Linked DNA regions of Mus musculus: region 1 is linked to region 2. Evidence: chromatin contacts called from public HiChIP or PLAC-seq data. All regions are on one chromosome and are shown on one strand. Each heading gives the region's core, a stretch centred on a gene start, on an enhancer-like site or on the middle of the called end of the contact. The rest is flanking DNA. Distances are from core to core; before and after follow the strand shown. Region 1 has its middle 41 kb from the start of Skap2. Region 2 has its middle 7.3 kb from the start of Gm32328.

What was found. HiChIP or PLAC-seq counts read pairs in DNA pulled down with a chosen protein or histone mark.
Region 1: an H3K4me3 HiChIP or PLAC-seq map of embryonic limb bud shows a contact between it and region 2, with 6 times the contacts expected there. The contact joins two enhancer-like sites. A contact is called at or near these places in 9 of 115 datasets of contacts at active chromatin or transcription factors (craniofacial prominence, embryonic forebrain, embryonic limb bud and 5 more).

What each region holds. Positions count from the first base shown.
Region 1 is chr6:52,051,755-52,055,189 of GRCm38.p6, forward strand. No RefSeq gene overlaps it. Among named protein-coding and RNA genes, the nearest start is that of Skap2, 41 kb to the left of the region's middle. Within about 2 kb of position 1,992, at least 1 of the 459 cell types and tissues checked has an H3K27ac peak or open chromatin away from gene starts, as enhancers often do. A contact at or near this core is called in embryonic limb bud, where this site is marked.
Region 2 is chr6:51,172,081-51,175,421 of GRCm38.p6, forward strand. No RefSeq gene overlaps it. Among named protein-coding and RNA genes, the nearest start is that of Gm32328, 7.3 kb to the left of the region's middle. Within about 2 kb of position 1,356, at least 182 of the 459 cell types and tissues checked have an H3K27ac peak or open chromatin away from gene starts, as enhancers often do. A contact at or near this core is called in embryonic limb bud, where this site is marked.

The sequences.
Region 1 (3,435 bases), core at 742-3,241, 880 kb after region 2:
TTTCCCATAGGAAATTAGGAAATCCCACTCGTTGGCCACACATAGGATAGAAACTATTTCCTTATGCTTTTTTAAAACTTCTCTCTCTCTCTCTCTCTCTCTCTCTCTCTCTCTCTCTCTCTCTCTCTCTCTCTCTCTCTGTGTGTGTGTGTGTGTATTTAGACAGGGTTTCTCTATATAGTCCTGGGTGTCCTGGAACTCTTTTATAGATCAGGCTGGCCCCAAACCCAGAGATACACCTGCCTCTGCCTCCCAAGTGCAGGGATTACAGGCGTGTGCCACCACCACCCGGCTCTGTTGTCATATACTTTCCCTTGCTATTTCATATTGTTTAGTTAGGTTTCTGGTGCTGTGATCAAACACTGGTCAAAAGCAGCTTGTGGAGGGTAGGGTTGATTTTATCTCACACTTCCAGAAGGAAGAGTTTATTTTGGCTCTCTCCTCCTCCAAAAATGCTACACACACACACACACACACACACACACAGAGAGAGAGAGAGAGAGAGAGAGAGAGAGAGAGAGAGAGAGAGAGAGAAAGAGAGAAAGAGAGAGAGAGAGACCATTCCACAGAGGAATGGGGTAAGGAATACAGATCAGAAAACTTAGTTCTTTTTTATTTTTTCTGTAGCCAAACCAGGAGCAATAATTCCATGCATGGCATAGATTCCAACATTTAGCCAAGAAACACATCAGGTTGTCAGGAGACAGGTTTTAAAAGGCTGTTGGATGGATGCATTTCTGATCAATTATTTAATATTCAGTGAACAATGTCTTTAACAGTAGTTTTGCAAAGGTCAAAGCTATCTTTCATATGACTCTTTTCACATTTTTCCCTTAATAAATATTGAAGATATCCTTATTAAGTTGCGATTTTTATGAATAGTTATCCCAACTGAGCCCAGACAGGCTGTTTTCTGTATCTGCTCTGACATAATAGGAAATGGTCTCCCTCCAGAGAGAACACCATGGTTCATAAGGCACAGTGGGCCTGCAGAGGCCCGTCTGCGACTACAGCCGAGAAGCCGCAATGTCAGAGAAGCCTCCACTGTGCAGACTAGCCATCTCACATACTAGATTTACCTCACATATCAAGAAGATGACTCTAGCCAGTCCCCAAAAGAGGTCTGAGCCTGAGAGACCAAAAGAAGGGAGGCTACAGATGGGTTAACATGAGACTAAAGTCTACACTGCTTGATGACTGAGCTTTCCCCATTCGCAGAGCCTGAAATTAAGCATTTCACATGATAAAGGACACTGACATTACACCAAGCGTCCTTCCCCGAAGAACAGGGGACTGGCTAATAAAACCTGAAGCTAAGTAAAGAAGAGTATTACTGCAGAGTAAAAGTATCAAAGTTGAGCAGGTGGCTCACACCTGTGACCCCACCACTTGGGAGGTGAAGGTCGAAGGATCACAAACTCAAGGTTATGCTTAACTACGCAGAAAGTTCAAGACCATCCAGAGCTACATGAGACTCTACCAAAAAAAAAAAAAAAAAAAGCAAACAAAACACAGTATCATTAGAAATAAACATGCTGCCTGATTGTGTTAATCTATCAAAGGCTATTCTGGCGATCAGCAACACAAGCCATTACATATACAGTGTTTTGGTTTTTTTTTTTTTCCAAAGAAATTGTTATGTAAGCTTTCTTACAGTACAAGGGAATAATGTAGTCTGAAGACAGCAGAACAATATTTTTCTTTGACATGTTTATGACAGAAAGACCTAGAATCATCTATCCAAATGATGTCAAGTAGCCGCTGTTTTCCACCGAGGGTGGGGGTTTTGGGGACTGACTTTATGGGATCCAGCAATATTTTTTTTCTTGGCATACTAGATGAAAAGTCTCCAACAAAAAGCTAGGGACTCTGGGCTGAAGATCCATACCCTTGCCTGGGCCATAGTGGCTAGAAACGCCTAAGACTGGCAGCCTTACTCCAGAACTTTCTTTTGGGCAACATCTGGGGTGAATTAAGTCTCTGTTCAGTCCCAGAGCCGGCTACAGATGTAGAGGTGTGAGCGTGCCTTCCGGGAGCTGCAGCTTACATGGTCATGCTATGGACCACTTTTATTCGAAGTTCAAGCACCACATTTCCAGAAGTATGAAGAATGACAGTGAAGAAGAAAGCCTTTAGAGCTTAAGTTACAACCACATCTAATGAGCACAGAGGTGTTCCTCCAGTACAGGGGGATTGCTTTTCAACTCCTGTAGCTTAAATGAAGCCAGCGATCATAACAGTAAATATGGGTTGCAAAGGTATCCCAGGAGGTATCATTAGTCACATAGTACACCCTTTTCTAATTTGTACACTTCCCATGTTTCAGGGGTTTCCCAGTACTGCTGAAGCCTCCAGAATTTCATGTTTCCCTCAGCAGGCTACAATAACCCTTAGTCTGAATGGCATGTATTATTTCCTCAGCAAACATATGACGGTGGAAGCTTTAGTAAAAGATTTATTATAAGAAACAGCCTGATGTTTTATTTCCTCCCTTAATTGAATACATTATTGCTTTGTGTTTAGAAATGCTGCGTTGATGCATTGCACCTCGGAACAACCATGCACCCGCCATCTGCAGCAGGGAGGTTTATTAGACTACAAATCAGGATACAGATGTTGGAGGCAAAGCTACATATGTTAAGTCGTAACGCATTACAGAACACTTTAAATCTATACATTGCGGTGGTCCAGCAGGGTTGTTTTTAGTACGATGTTGGCACTTAGGAACATATAAGAACCAGAAGCTCTCTCTTCCACCAAACATTTATGGGTAGGCGACAAGCTGTTGAGGTGACATGTACAATCCTGTAGGGGGCAAAGGACTAAGTGACTTCAAAAGAAAAATCACACCTTCTTATTCCTTAATACTAGTACAAAAATCCATACTTAAAGTCGGCAGTCAGAGGCTCGCGACAGACAGATCTTCAGGGACAGTTAGTGATCACAGCTTCATTGATCTCATTCACAACTTTAGATTTTCATCCATTTATTTGAAGGGCATTGATTGAACACCTGAAACTTGCCGTGCTGCCCTGCTCTGGGGTTTTGTTAGGATGAGACTCAGGATTTTGATGCAAACCTTGTTGAATTTTTATTCCTTTTTCTCCGACTGTTTAAAGTTCAGGCCTAAGTAGACGTAGTGTTTATAAAACAGAAAGTTTATAAAAGTCTAACAGTTGCTTTACTGGTGGAGTAAATTAACTGACGAACCTCAGCCAGTACAGCTGAAAGGATGGCTTTCCTGAAGGATGATGCCACTGTTGCTCTCAGATTCTCACAGCTATAACTCAATTTTATCTGTCAAAAAAAGTAAAATCCAGGATGCCGCTTCCAAGAGGGAGTGGTGTTCTGTAGATCTATCGACCTTCCACGCAGCTAAAAGTACCCTGGGTGGAGCTGGAGAGATGGCTCAGTGGTTATGAGTACTGACTACTT
Region 2 (3,341 bases), core at 106-2,605:
GATCCTTCTGTATAAAGCCGGTCCTGGAATGATTTCCAAATTTTCCACTCAGTAGTGAGCGGACTTGTCCTTCCGCGGTTTTGTCTTTTTGTTTGTACGTATGTTTGGGGATGGGGCGGGTAGTTTTGTTTGTTTATTTGTTTGTTTGGTTTTTTTTCTGTCACTATTCTTTAGTGGCTGCACTTTTCTAATTTTCTTCCTTTACGTATTTTTTTCCTCTTTATTTATTTTTTTTCCTTCCACCCAAGCACTCTTACAGTGTGTCTTTTTCTCGGGCCTCTTCGATTACAAGCCGCTTAGAGAGCTGTGGCAGATGTGTTTGTGAGAAGCCACACAGGGCTGGAGTGATGCTGGCTATTAGTGGAGTGCCTAGGACTACGATACCTGGGACATTGAGGGCTTGAATTGTGTGCTTTTCCGGAAATGCACGAATAACACGGCTATAAAAATAAACTTCTGGCGATTTTAAGTGGATTCCTAGAGGAAAGCAAGCCTCCTATTTCTCTTTACTCCCTACCAACAGTTAGCCTGGTGAAGACCGTCCTCAGTGAATCCCTTCCAGGCCCTCCTAGAGGATCTGTGGAGGACCGGGCACAACAATCTGACTCAGCGGGAAATGCCTGCAGCTAGGACTGCACCCCACCAGTGTCAGCACCCACCACCTCGCCATAGGTCTCTTTCACCTTAGCTCTCTTCCTTCTCCTTACACCTCATTTCTTTCTTTCTCTCCCCCCCTTCCTTTCTCTCTCTCTCTCTCTCTCTCTCTCTTTCTCTCTCCATCCCTCTCCCTCTTTCTTTTTTCTATGTGTCTCTGTCTCTGTGTGTCTCTGTCTCTGTGTGTCTCTGACTGGCTCACTCATCCACGCACGCGCACTTGTTTCCCCCTGGCTGTCAATCACACCCGCACACCCTAGAACGCTTGCGCACTGGAAAAATCCAGCCTCCCACCAACCCCACGCCCTTTCTACTCGTCACCCTGCCATATTGACCAATAAGAGCATGGATCTGGGGGCGGACTTCGAGAAATAAACCAATGAGAGAGCGATTGGAAGCTAAGGCTCAAGAGAAGTAAATCCTTCGTGGTCCGCATTGAGTCGCTTGGGCGATGATTTATGCGCCCCTTTTATTATTTGTAACACTTTGGGAAGTTATTAAGAGGAAGATCTACTGCTTCCTCTTTTGGGGGTGGAACTGGATAGTAATATTTGTCACTGGCGGGTTTTAGGGTAGAGTGGTGCGAGGTGGAAGGCCGTCGGAGACTGGTTTGTTTTGTGGGTACTGTTTTTCATTACACGACAGATTACCCTTTTCATTACAAGCTGTAGACAGGGCCAACTTCGAAGGTCTTCTTGGCTGAATGATCTTGGATTACTCAGAGAGCTGAAACCTGATGCCTTTTGACTTGCCTGTCTATACCCCCGGCACTAGAAGGAGCCATTTGGGGAAGATGTTGCAACCTCTAGTTGCAAGAGAAAGTAAACAGACTCCCCTCACTCAGGTCCCCTCCCGAGCACCGAGCAAATCTCCTTGTGCTTTTCCCGCCTGGATGCTCATTAAGTCTTAGTTGACTCTGAGGCGGATGCAATAAAACATGGATGGTTTCAGAACCCCAAACAAACCGAGTTTCTGTTTTACTCTCAGCCGGACCACACCCCCTGCCTCTCCACTCTCCCCCCACCCCCACCCCCCCAAGGAAATTGCATTTTCAACTAGCGCCTCCGGGAAAGAACTGCGGGAGACGATTCCGCTCGGAAGCTTGAATGTCGGGGAGGGGGGAATAAAGAGCAGCGTGGAAAGAGCACCCCACAGTCCCGGGCCCTGGAAGACTGGAGAGCTAAGAGGACCATCCAGGAATCCGCACTACCCGGAGGTGTGATGAGCTAAGCGAAGTTAGCACTCGCCCAGAGATGAAGGCCAAGCACCTCAACCTAGCCCTCTTCCCGGGAAGGCCAGCCTCCCTGGGGGACTAGGCTAAGGGCTTTGGATGGGAAGAAAGTGCCAAAGAAAAGAAGAGTTACAGATTTGCTACCTCTGATCTCCCAAACAGAAAGTGGATGTTCAAACGTTAAACACTATTCCCGGAGGACAGGGATGGGGGAGGGGTCTTTCTGTTTCTAGACCACTGACAGGAACTCGGTAGCTAGTGTCAAAAGATTTCTATTTGAAATTAAGAAAAACAATGCAAAAGGGCTTGTTAGGGCATAGGCGAGGGGAGAAGAGACAACCGGAGTAGGAGGAGAGCGATGGAAGGAACAGGAACTGTTTGATCCTGGGAGTGGACGGGAGGAAAACAAAACAACGCACTTCAAAGCTCGGGGCCTAATCCTCCTCAGGTTAATTTCTGCTTCCTAAAACGTTGATAAGCACCATAAATCACTCGACCAACCCCCACCTCGCTGATCTTGCCCGGAGGGTACTCTCCCCCTGGTCTGCCCCCAGGGGCTCGATGAGTCTCCTGTGCTCAGACCTGGGCCTCCAGGGTGGGAGACATTCCTGGGTTTTGGGCTGCGGGATGAGTGCACGGGAATCAGCAGACAGAAAGGTGCTGGAAGAGGTGCGGGCCTGACCTTGGAGGAAGTGGAGTGCAGATGCATTCTGTCTGACCCTGGGGGTTGTCTGTCTGGCGCGCTGTTTGAAGGAGGTTACAGCTTGTTTAAAGATTTGCAAAACTGAGGAGCCGCAAAGATTAGAAATGCCAGCCTGAGATTTATCAAATGACTTCCGGTAGCAGAGCCGGGTTTAAACCCAGGCGGGCTTGCGTCTCCTGATGGCGAATTCTGGACCTGGGCCACTGTGCAGGACTGGCCAGGTGCGCGAGGAGGAACACAGAAGCGATGGGGCCAGAAAAGGGTCTGCCTTAGGTCCCCAGGGGGCTCACTTTAAGTCCCAGTCTTAGCTGTGTCAAGCTAAGTGAATGTCAAGCCAAAACCTCTCCACAGGCCTTTCTGAGCAGAGCGCCTCTCATCCACCCGCGCCGCTGTCTGCAAATGAACCAAATACCTTGAAATTGATAGATGCTAGGGGTGTTGTCCCTGAATTCCCCCGCTGGCCTTCCTTGCTTGAGGAGGAATCCAGGCCTGGATGTACTATCTGGAAAAAGCTAAAGGTGTTTTAGGACTAAACACTTGTGTTCAGAGCAGGCATATTGTTTAAATAAAATGTTAAAATAAAATAAAACATGACTAAACAAAATGCTAAATAAAACGAAACATGTCAAAAGTCTGAGACATGCATCACGGGGTGGGGGGTTAAGAGTAGGCTCATGCCTAAGTTCAGAGCCAGCCCGGTCTACATAATAAGAATAAATAAATACTTAAAGGAAGAAAAGAAAGAAAATGAGA